Regions from separate parts of the Larimichthys crocea genome. Here region 1 is linked to region 2. The links are chromatin contacts, called in public Hi-C maps. All regions are on one chromosome and are shown on one strand. Each heading gives the region's core, a stretch centred on a gene start, on an enhancer-like site or on the middle of the called end of the contact. The rest is flanking DNA. Distances are from core to core; before and after follow the strand shown.

The links. Hi-C and Micro-C count contacts between places; a contact is called where the count stands out from the background.
Region 1: a contact with region 2 is called in a Hi-C map of muscle, with 2.6 times the contacts expected there. The contact joins the promoter of actr2a here to the promoter of LOC109138715 in region 2. A contact is called at or near these places in 2 of 7 Hi-C or Micro-C datasets (both in muscle).

The regions. Positions count from the first base shown.
Region 1 is chrX:29,150,668-29,156,722 of L_crocea_2.0, forward strand. It overlaps actr2a (actin related protein 2a), which reads right to left and starts at 3,669. Exons shown (of 9, transcript XM_010730326.3): 1 at 3,522-3,669; 2 at 1,455-1,565; 3 at 800-1,015; 4 at 639-711. The coding sequence starts at 3,569.
Region 2 is chrX:29,014,659-29,020,923 of L_crocea_2.0, forward strand. It overlaps LOC109138715 (E3 ubiquitin-protein ligase TRIM39), which reads right to left and starts at 1,510. Exons shown (of 3, transcript XM_027282718.1): 1 at 1,354-1,510; 2 at 517-785. The coding sequence starts at 783. It overlaps ppp3r1b (protein phosphatase 3 (formerly 2B), regulatory s1ubunit B, alpha isoform, b), which reads left to right. Exons shown (of 6, transcript XM_010730328.3): 3 at 2,950-3,126; 4 at 5,334-5,393; 5 at 5,612-5,796.

The DNA.
Region 1 (6,055 bases), core at 2,419-4,918, 140 kb after region 2:
GTTAACTAAATTAAACAGACATGGCTTCAATTCAATTTTATTTACATAACTCCAAATCATAACAGAAGTTATCTCATGATACAGGTCTAGACTGTTTCAGCTGGCAAAGTAAGTAACCATTAGCCAGCTGATTGTTCATGACTAACCAGTAACCACCTTGTTATGAACAAAAATATTGATCAGAATACAAAGTACAACAGAGGTGCCAGTAAGGCATCCTAACAACCATCCAGAACCATCCTAGCACCTATTTATGAACACACCTGGAACCACCTAGAAACACAACTGTAACATCCACAATGACACTAGCAATCCCCTATAAATATCCCAACAAACCTTTCAACCACTGAATCACGGCAGCCACAGCTTAACAACATCTTCACAACAGACTATCAAACTGAACAAGTGCTCCAAATACACCAGGAACACTTCAGCTCGCAGCATGAACACCCAGGAAATCTCGTACAAAAACCCTTGCAGCTGCCTTTGGTTACACCTTACAGTAAGAATTACCTAACATAGGAACTATGTAGCTATATCCTGGTATTTTGTTTTTTTAAGTAGCACAACTGCTTGGATTATCCCAAAAAATTCAGGCTTTTATAGTTTAGCAGTGAGTGTTACAGAGACAAACGCACCTTGAGCATAGAGAGTGAGGACGGCCTGGATGGCGATATAAACTCCTGTGAACTGGTAGGTTTCAAACATCACCTAGCAAGTGAAACACAGAGTGTCAGTTAATTACTACAGAGAAAGACAACACAACACAGGTTTATGTTTTTGTGTTTCTGTAGCCGACCTCTATAATCTTTTCTCTGTTCTTGGTGGGGTTCATGGGCGGCTCAGTCAGTAGGATCTTGCAGTCACGGGAGTTGATGTTGAGTTTCTCTGGGCCGAAGGTGTAGTCCCACAGGTGCTTCATGTCATCCCAGTTCCTGACAATGCCGTTCTCCATCGGGTAGTTCACCTCCAACATGGAGCGCAGCTCGCTGGCCTCATCCCCCACCATCAGGTCCTACGAGGGGTCAAAGGTCAACAGTTCAGCAGACTGAGAGCAAAACTTTGGATTAGATGTTAGCTTCTCTTCACTATGTGTGACTGGTGGTTTTCTCTTACGGTAGCTCACAGCTACTCATCATGAAGGTTTTCATTTTAGCAGCTGATTTATCAATTTTTATTTGGTGTATGACATCTGTGCAATATTTTGGTGTAGGGCATTGTAAATTATGTATCTGTACGTTAAAATGCATTTTGCCTGTCGCTTGATTGTACATGTGTGTGAGGAGGGGTGAATAACTGAAATCAGCTGCAGCAATGTTTGGTTAAAGTCTAAACTTCACTGATGTGCTGTGATATTTCCACCAGCCATCCTGATACACCCAAAGAAGTAGTTGTGGTGACAAGGAATAGCTGCAGTGTTCAGACTCTGTTCTGACTCAGAAAGGTGAAATTACCTTAATTTCAATGTTGCCAACTTTAGCTGTGGAGCGGATGATTGGCCGGCCAACCAGCGCTGGGAAAATGTGTTCGGGGAAGTTGGAGCCTGCATAGCCACACTTGACAAACTAAAATGGGATAAAAAGAAGAAAATAAGAGAAAACATGTTACAATATTTAAAATAACATATAAAAAGGTGTTCAATGAGTAAAATATTGCACTAGAGGAAAACCATGTAGGTTTCAAGTGAGACAAAATATTATTGAAACTTTAACGCAATTAGATGATCAATCAAGTATTTATCAACTATTTTGATAAAATGATAAAACTGTTTTGATAGATAAAAAAATCAAAATTCTCTGATTCCAGCTTCTCAGATTTTTGAGTCTTGGACAATTAAAACATTTGGGGACATCACTTTGAAATATGGGAAACAGAGATCATGGTTTTTCACCAATTTCTGACACTTTATGGACCAAATAACTAATAATTTAATCAACAAAACGATCGATAGACTAATTGATAATGAAAATAATTGTTAGCTGTAGCCCTACTCAATAGGGATGCTATAACTTTATGACTGACTTTTCCTCACTGATATGTTTCTCCAGTCACCTAGTTTTCTGAAACATTGCCTTTAACAAGCTTTAATAAACCTGTAAAAATAAAAAAAATAAAAAGATTTCATCGATGCAATGTTTCAAAATGACTTTTCATTCATACATTTGTTTTGAAGCACATGCAGGAGGTGAAGCGGTTTCAGCTCTATGAGTCAATGTTAGCCAACTACAGCAAACGAGCCGAGCATGTGGATCAGTCCAGTCTGACTTTATAAGATCAGTATTGGGGCCAGTACAAATCCAACAGATCATAAAGGTGCATCTCAGATATTAAAAATGAGATGACAGTGAGCATTTCCTATTGTGAAAAAGAAGTGAATGTGTCATTAAACGCACTAAAAGGACAAAGTGTTTCAGTCTGTGCGTTTGCTTTGTTGCTTGTACTAAAACAGAAGTACCTGCTTTTAACCAGGGAGTGAAGTGTTTAACCAGGAGCGCACACACACACTTCCGTTAATGATTTCTAAAGCGTGTGTGCAGGCAGACAGACAGACAGACAGACAGTGTAGTCAGACAGACAGACAGTGTAGTCAGACTGCAGCACATCTGACAAGTTTCCTTACATGGAAGAACTGCTTCAACTTCCTCAACCCATGTCTGCACGCATGCGCACTCGTCCACTCCGGTTTAACAGGGTGAATTTGTCTGAATTCATTCATCGTGTTTCATTTGTACGAGCCAACATAAACGCATGCGACTGAACGTGTTAGTAACCGTGCAGTACGCCTGTGTGTGTGTGTGTGTGTGTGTGATTAAATGCTGAGAGCAGTGAAGTGACCGCTGCCCTGTTTTTAACGAGGGCGGGGCTGTAGCTAACTGAGCTAACCTTGCTAAGCTAACTGAGGGTGGGAGAAAAAAAATAAAAGGAAAAACTGTGATTTTTAGTTTGTCAGAAATAGTTTAATGTCTTTAACTGTAGCTCATCCTTCCAGCTGCTGTGTGACAGTGCTTCAGACGGTGATACTTTAATAAACACAGCTAAGGATGCGGAGCTGGCTAACGTGGCTAACGTTACTCAGGAACTGTAACACTACCCTCAAATTATTAATTAATTAATTAATGCTTAAAAACATAAACTGCTTGATATTAACTGTGCTTAAATGCTGTTTAAGTTACCGTTGCCATGGAGTTTACCTGTGCAGCAACGTTAGCTCACTAACTGTCAGTTACAAAGTTACTAAGCAAACTCATCAAGACTCGTCGCCAGGAGACCAAACGAGTGTGATAATAAACAGTAAGTTATCCGGGCAGATGAAGCTCCCAGCTGTGGCCGTGCAGCAGATGAATGAGCTGAATCCAGCTGACAGACACATTCCTAACACAACCCACCTAGACGGTGCTAACAGCGTTAGCCTCTCTGTTACTTCCTGTTTGCACTTTTTCTAATCAAAAAACAAACAAACTGCGGAGCACCGGCAGCGACACACGGTGAGATTTAACAGTGCCACATGTTCTCACACTCACCCCGGTTCCATTGTCACAAACCACGACCTTTCTCCCTTGACTGTCCATTTTTTGTTCCCTGAATCCAGCAGAAGCCTGACCCTCTGCCTGCACACCAGCTAACTCACGGCAAGCTCAACGCCGCGCCGGAAGCAACACACACAACACTTCAGGAGTGACTCCTTCAGAATAAAAGCATGCTGACTATAACTCGGACACCCACAGTTGTGGATGAAATATTCTCATCCTTTACTTCAGTAAAAGCAGGGGCGCCGCCAGGAATTTTGGGCCCCATGACAAAAAAAAATCTAATTGGTCCCCCTCTTTTTTGGGGCCCCTGTCCATCGTGGGCCCTTGGAATTGTCCTAACTTTTCCCCCCTGTAAGGCGCCCCTGACTAAAAGTATGAACAATACTCTACTACTGAGTGTTCAGGACTGTTAAAAACTTTCCATGACACCATGGTAGCATCTGCATTATTCTATGTTGTCACCTGCTGTCAGGAAAAGACTCAACAAACTGGTCAGCTCTGTTCTGGACTGTCCCCCTAGACTCTATAGAGGAAGTGGGGCAGAGGAGGATGTTAGCAGAGCTGACATCCATCACAAACAACTCCTCCCACCTCGTGCATGAGACTAGAGCTTCAGCAGCAGACTACTACTACTCCCACCATGTAAGAAGGAGCGCTACTATGAGTGGCGGCTGGCCAATAGATATGAGCCACAAAAATAAAATGAAAAAAAGTAAAAATAATTATAATAATATTAAATCATTCATATTTTCAATGTTTGGGTGTTTAAATAATGGAATATGTGCAAAATATGATCCACTGCTCCCCCACAAACCACACCCACAGAGACCAGGCCCCCAATGGACCACGCCCCATAGAGACCACGCCCCAGGTGGCTTAGAAAGTAAACAGAAGGGAAACAAAGCAATAATGGGAGCAATTTTAGCAACTTTAACAGTTGATTCACAACATTAAATGCATTTCAATGCAAACAATGTGCTTGAAACAATACATTTATACAAAAATAGTCAATGCAAACAATGTGCTTGAAACAATACATTTATACAAAAATAGAAAATAATGTAATTAAAAAGATTATATTATATATTCTGCGTCTACGTGCCGTGTTCCCCCACTGCTTCTGTTATCATCCCTTGCTCATTCATTACTTTCATTTTCATAACACATGTAAAATGGTTTGTGCTGGCTGCATTTGGGTATTATTGAAAGTCAGGGCCACTATGTACAAACACTATTCTACATGACAATGGTGTACGTAACAGTACTCCTCCAAGACCCAACCCTCACTACGGTAAAATCACTCCTTCAGCTTCCGTTTGAGAGGAGAACTTTGCCGGACAAACTACGTGTGAAAGAGCTGGGCCCAGATCAACCTGACCATGATATCAGACAGCAAGCTAGAGAAAAAGGGAAGCTAATATTACTGTATATGTAAGGTTTGTTCAACCATGTGATATACATTTTTTTTATTATACATCCTTTATACAGTTCATATAAACATTTATTAATCTATATAATTTGATGTTATTGTATATTGTTCTAATGGTATGCCTCTTGTATTGCCTATTAACTACTAAGGGCATGTTTCATGTACTCAACAGTGCATCTGATTACCTCTGTCACAGCTGATATCCTCTGTCAAAGCTGATCGCCTCTGTTACAGCTGATCGCCTCTGTCACAGCTGATCGCCTCTGTCACAGGGGGCACAGGTGTAAAAGTCAACAGCCTTTCCAACATGTTATGCTTTGTTAGAAATTGATACATCAATTGTTTACAAGTTCTGTTTTACATGTAAAGCTTGTGATTGTGCAGTGTTTATTTTTGCATAAGAATGCCTCAATTTTTTTGTATTGGCATTAAATAATTACTTATTATTTCACAGAGCACTGGTATCCTGCAGTTTGTGTTAAATTGTATCGGGATGGGATGGTTTCTGAAACTGACTGAATATGGCACAGCCCCACCTAGAATATTTTTCACTAGCTGCCACAGGTCCTTCATTCCATCAGCTGACTATTTAACACCAGCATGACTACATGACTTTGCTCTATATATTTACTTGTGAGTAATTTCTTATCAACCTTATGTTTACAAGTTGCTGAGACAAGTGAATTTCCCCGTCATTGGATCATTAAAGTTATCTTATCTTAAATGTGTAATCAGAACATTACTTAATGTAGGTAGAGAGAGCAACAAGTGACCAAGAGATGATTAAAGAATGTATGTATGTATGAATCTCTGTATGTATATGTATGACTGCTCTTTGTATGTATTGATAACTATTCATACTTTTGTTACAAACTGAACCATGACTGATGACTGTTACAAAGAGGACTATAAAGATAACATATCTTTTGCTGTATGTTTGACTGCTGTAGAAAAAAAAAACAAATAAGGAAAGAAAGAACAAATCATAAAATCCAGTCACCCAAATATTAAATTCATTTTATACCAAAACTGTGTATTATGCTGTATTATAATTATGTGCAAAGCAGAAGCAGAGGATGAAACTGAACTGAACAGA
Region 2 (6,265 bases), core at 260-2,759:
CGTTTCAATGAGCTTGGCCAGGCCTTTCTCAACAGACTCCTTCAGAGAAGTGAAGACCTGAACACCCTTTGCTAGCTCTCTGTCTGAATCTCCCTTACTGATGTTGACTGAGTGTTTGATCTCCCGAATCTTCTTTTGTCTCTTCTGGATCATCTGCTGTATTTCAGGTTCAGTCTTCCCCAGCTCTGCCTTCTTTACTATATATTCTTCTTTCAGAGGAACAACTTTATGAGTCTTGTGGTCTAAAACAGTGCAGAGCATGCAGACACATGTCTGGTCACTTTTACAGAACAGCTCCAGAGGTTTATCGTGCTTTGTACACATTCGGCCTTCTAGGTTCTCCACAGGGTCGATCAGCTGATGTCTTTTCAGACCTGAAGCTGTCAGATGAGGCTCCAGGTGAGTCTCACAGTAGGAGGTCAGACAGTTAAGGCACAACTTCAGGGCCTTCATTTTGGTTCCCGTGCAGACGTCACAGGGAATTTCTCCTGGTTTGGATACTTTAAGCTCTGAGCTGCTGCTGCTGTTAGCTTTCTGTTGAGCTGATTGTCTGAACTGAGAAACAATCTCAGAGAACAATGTGTTGATGTTCAGCTCAGGTCTTGGGTTGAAAACCTTCTTACACATCGGACACAGGTACTGGTCAGTAGTATTCCAGTGTTCATTGATGCAGTTTTTGCAGAAGTTGTGTCCACATGGTGTACTGACTGGATCAGTGAACACATCCAGACAGATGGAGCACAGAAACTGATCTTCAGATGGCAGATAGTTTGCAGCAGCCATTTCTACACATGTAGTGTGAAAGAAGAAAAACATTTAATTCATAAGTTTTATAAGGAACATAATCCACAATTATGTTAACAGTGATCTTTTTTTTTAACAATGAATATCACCAATAGCACCAAATATGTTTACATCTTGTTGTATAGACCAATTTTCATAAAAGAATAGTGCTGCTAACAAAGCTTTTCATACATGATGACAAATACACTGCATTTCCTCCAGCTGCTTCACATTAAAAGCTGCTCCCTGGCTCTCTGGTAGAAAGCTTTTAATGTGAAACAGCCAGAGGAAACAGGAAGTAATCTGACTTTAGGAAGAGATCAGTAAACTGTAATAATACCAGGAAGATAAGAGTGAGATTTAACTCTAAACTACAGAGATTAATTTACAGATTACTGAAGAACTGACAAAGAGAGACTGTTGAAAGTAATTAATGTGAGTTACTGTAAAGTGGACCTGTGGACAAACAGTCATAGATAAAACAGAAAGTGTCAGCATAAAATGAAACGAGTGAAACTCTTTGTGTTAGTTCTGGTTGTTTAAACTGTAAATATGATCAGTTGTACTCACCAGTGTTTGGCAGAGACTCTTCTGTGTTGTTGAGAAAGACCTGATGAACTCACTTTGTTTCTTTTAGACAGAAACAGAGACGTGTGTCGACTGCTGCGTGGCTGCTTCTCTTAATGTTAAGTTTCATTTCTGGAGTTTGACGTTGAGCTTTCCTCTATTTAGTGTTGCTCCGCCTCTTACTGCACTTCTGTGGGCAGGGTTTTGTTCTCTCCCTCTGAGTAACATGATTATTGGGTAAGACTTTGGTTTTCTCTGGTTTAATGTGGAGCATAGGTGGTACTATACCTGACAGGAGTAGTAGGAGAAGTAAGGTGTGTAAAAAGGTGATAGTAAGATGCATGAATAATCAGAAATGAATGCATTTTAGAATAGGAATAAGGTTTGTGGTTTCTAACTTTTATGATCGATTCATTGAAAATCAGAAAGAGGAGTTTTTGTCAGCATTAAACACTTTTTACAGTTTGAGGCCTTGTGGTACACACCACAAAAACCCTAAAACGAGGCATGCAGGATGGTATATTGACGACACAGTGGTTCGTCTGTGTTAAAATTTTTGTTCACTTGGTATATTCAAGACTTCAAGTGATCACAAGGAGATGATTCCATAAAAATAAGCTGTATAAGCTTTGCAAAACATAAGCACACATCTTGGACACTGTGCGTGATTCATTACTGCACTTCATCCTCCTTGGCTTGGAGGGGGAAAAAATCACTGTCCAATCTTCATGCAGGCCACTAAATGCTCTCCTTGCAGCCGGTACCTGAGATGTTTTCTCTACCTATAGTTTTTCTGAAGATCGAGGATAAGTTTCTAACCTCCACGAGAGAAGTGCTGCATAAGATCTGTTGTTAAATTCATTACAGTCGCTCACATTATCAGGAGTGTTCGGTGCTTGACGTGGCAGCAGTTCTCGTCATTTCTTTGTGGTGGGATCCATCTAGTGGTCGTTCTCTGTCATGACATCAGGTTTGACCCCGAACAACAAGGAAGCTATCTGGGTTGTATCTATCTGCAGGCAGTGTATCAGGGACATGAGGAAGGCTGCCAGGTGTCAAGAAATGTTCAGAGTTAAAACAAAGGTTTTCTACAACAAATTATTGTTGGACGACTCTTTGAGAGAGACTTAAAAATAACATTTATAATTTAAAAGGACAGAGTAAAGTATCTCCACCAGGTTACCAAACACAGTACACCTTCACTGTGTCTAGCTGATTCACGGTAATCAGCAGAGTGATTAGTGCTGAAAGAGGTGTCACATGACCCAGTGTTGGGGCTTAGTGCACAGCACCAGGAGGTGCGGTAGCACAAAGTTCATCCTTACTGGTGCAGTGGGAGATCAGCAGCTCTGAACAACCATGGCCAGTAAGAACGAGAAGCCGGGTAAGTCTGGTCGTGTGGTTCGGGTAAATGCTTTCTACAGGCACAATCAGGGAATAAGATACAGGTGGACGACAGGTGTTTAAACTACAGTGTTTTCCTCCTCAGGTTTGACGTGTCAAACCAAACTCTCTAAACAGATTTGTCTGTTACGCAGAAACGCTCTCTCTGTCTGTAAATAACTGTGTGTGTGTCTCTCTCTCTCTGTTTCATTTCAGTTGATGCTGATGAGATTAAGAGGCTAGGAAAGAGATTTAAGAAACTCGACCTAGATAACTCTGGTTCCCTGAGTGTGGAGGAGTTTATGTCCTTACCAGAGCTGCAGCAGAATCCCCTCGTGCAGCGAGTTATCGACATATTCGACACCGATGGGAACGGAGAAGTCGACTTTAAAGGTAAATAAATCATGAAACCCTTTCATCTTTCCTCCTCACTCTGATATGTCAATTTAATCTTTGTTGACAGGAGGTGGTTTCCATTACTGACATTAGTCCAAAAAAAATAGATGGTTTTATAATCCGCTGTCCCTGAAAAGGCCTCTGATGATACATACAATTTGTAATTCACTGTGCACTGGCAAATCCAGGAACAATAGTCAGACCCAGCACAGAAAAATATGATTTCTCATCCACCAAATGCACTTTTCACAACACATTTCACTCGAGGAGGAAGAAAATATAGAGGATTGTTTCTATTCAGAAGACAAAACACAGAAAAGATCTGGGTCACTCATGGACGATAAAAAATACACGAATAAAACTTTATTAATCTAATATTTCCACATAATCATTTTTGTTCATTGCAACATTGCCCACAATTAAAGTTTACATTGACGGTAACCATGGTGTTGCTCCGTCAGTATACTGCTGTACCATGCAACCCTACATTTCTTTCAAGTTTAAGTTTTTCCTGATGATTTCTGCTGATCATTTTAATGAATTTCACTCAACGAATTCTCACAAATGGACAAAAATGTGTCATGTGACCAAGTCATGTCATGTGATTAGGTCAGTGGTTCTTAACCTTGTTGGAGGTACCGAACCCCACCAGTTTCATATGCTCATTCACCGAACCCTTCTTTAGTAAAAAATAAAATATGATTTTTTTTACTGGTGCACAAAATGAACCGTGCATTAACATCACCTTGTTCAAATAACAAAACCAACACAGTGCATGAACTCACAACAACTTACCTCAGTGTGACTTCTGCTGTTGCCTTTGAGAGACCAGTTCAGATATGCGTGGCTTCACCTTGGCAAGTGCCAGTCTCATGTCATTTTCACAGCAAAGTCTGTTCCTTTTCTTAGTTTTTATGTCCAGCATCCTCGAAAACGATTGCTCACAAAGATATGTTGTAACAAATGGTATAAAAAATTCCAGGGCGGAGGCTCCACCGAACCCCTGAGACCGACTCACCGAACCCCTAGGGTTCGATCGAACCCAGGTTAAGAACCACTGGATTAGGTTAACCTTTTCATTCGCAAAATACTTTGTGTGTTAGTAATGATCAGTGTGTTCAGAAATCAAAAATATATAAACATTTTGGACTCTTAAAAATCCTGGTTTTCTGTAAAACATGCAGCATGTGACAAAATGCAGCATATTCAAAATACATGATTCACCATAAATTCACCAATCAAAGCGCTTTTACATTACATATTTCATTCATTCATTCACACACTGATGTTGTTGTCTGCCATGCAAGGTGCCACTTTGGGAGCTGGTCATTCATACACATTCACACACTGATGGAGCAGGCTTGGGGAGCAATTTGGGGTTTAGTATTTGTTAAGGACACTTCAACATGCAGACTGGAGGAGTCAGGAAAGACAGATTATATGATTAGTGGACGACCCGCTTTACCTCCTAAATCGAGGTAGTGAGGATACGATGAGCAACATGGGTTTAAAATCCAGGAATGCCAGTACCAACTGAGCAGCACATCCGTTACCATGGGTAACTATCCTGTTATCAACTTTAGTGCCAGCAGATTATTTTCCTAAACAAAAACAAATATATAAAATAAATTGCTGTACAAATATTCTCTTGTTTTATCCAATTTAGATGACAAACCGCTTTCTGGCTAGAGCTAGCTCAACTCGACTATTTTTCCACACAGAAAGTTTATTAGGAATCGATAAAAGAATCTGAACAATAAGCAGAATCAATAATGGTGTTTATCAATTCCCATCGCTGACGAGGAATCTAAAAACAAACGACAGATGAAAGACAAATCCTGTTTCCCAGCTCAAATACTCTGTGTACTACACATACAGGATTCCAGTAAGAAAATGGAAAACACAGTTTCTTTTTATCAGTTGATGGTTTTTATAACATCTGGTTTTAAGAGGTGTTGCAGCAGCCTCCGTCTTGAAAAGGTCATGAAAGTTTGGGAAGTTTGCGTGACACTATCAGTCTGTTTCTTTCATTTGTACCTTGCTTTGTACAGAAGAAAGACAAAATGTTTTTGTATCACAATGCACATTTTATTTCCCATCATGACATGGTGATCTTATTGGATTATCTACATTAAATGTTGTTGCAACATTTATTATCTTAACTGCAGTTTTAACTGATGATGCTGTTTCCTGTCCCTCGGCAGAATTTATCGAAGGAGTCTCCCAGTTCAGTGTCAAAGGTGACAAGGAGCAGAAGTTGCGCTGTAAGTGTTTAATAGTTGTATGTAGACAAATTAAATCTCATAAACTTCAAGGATCACTGAACATGTTTGACACATAAATCACTGTCTTCACTTTAAATTCTATCAAAACATTTCTTATGGCAGTACGTTTTCGTTGGATTGACCTCACTGTGATGAAACTGATGTCATATTGTATCTGTGTACACATAACATCGACTTCAATCCTCCTTTGACCTCAGTTGCCTTCAGGATCTACGACATGGACAAAGACGGCTACATATCCAACGGGGAGCTCTTCCAGGTCCTGAAGATGATGGTGGGCAACAACCTGAAGGACACCCAGCTTCAACAGATCGTTGACAAAACCATCATCAACGCAGACAAAGATGGTGATGGCAGGATATCCTTCGAAGAGTTCTGTGCTGTAAGTATATTACCTTTTGTCCTCCCTCTAACATCTAGTGTGTGTGTGTGTGTGTGTGTTATGAACAGAGCTTCAGACTAAAAAACAGCTGAAAGACACAATAAATATTTCTGGTACTACTTCACGTCCTTCAAAAGTTCACAAAGGAAGGAAATAGGTCAAAACTCTGGCAACATTCAGAGTATAAAGAACAACTCTATTGTGAGGCCATGGTGAGGGCGACAACCAGAACACGTTGGTCTCACAATAAATCTGTTATTTAAACCATTTGACCTCTTCAGACTATTTCCTCTCTTGATGCACTTCGGATGGAGGTGGAGGTGAAATCTACACTCTGGTTTGGCCTTTTCATGCTGAGAGCAGGTGGAAACATGAACCTCTGTTGCTATGCAGGTTTTTGCATGCAGTATAAATGTTTTGCTTTCACCTAGTGTTTGGGGTCCCTAAAGTATTGGAATAGGATAAACTG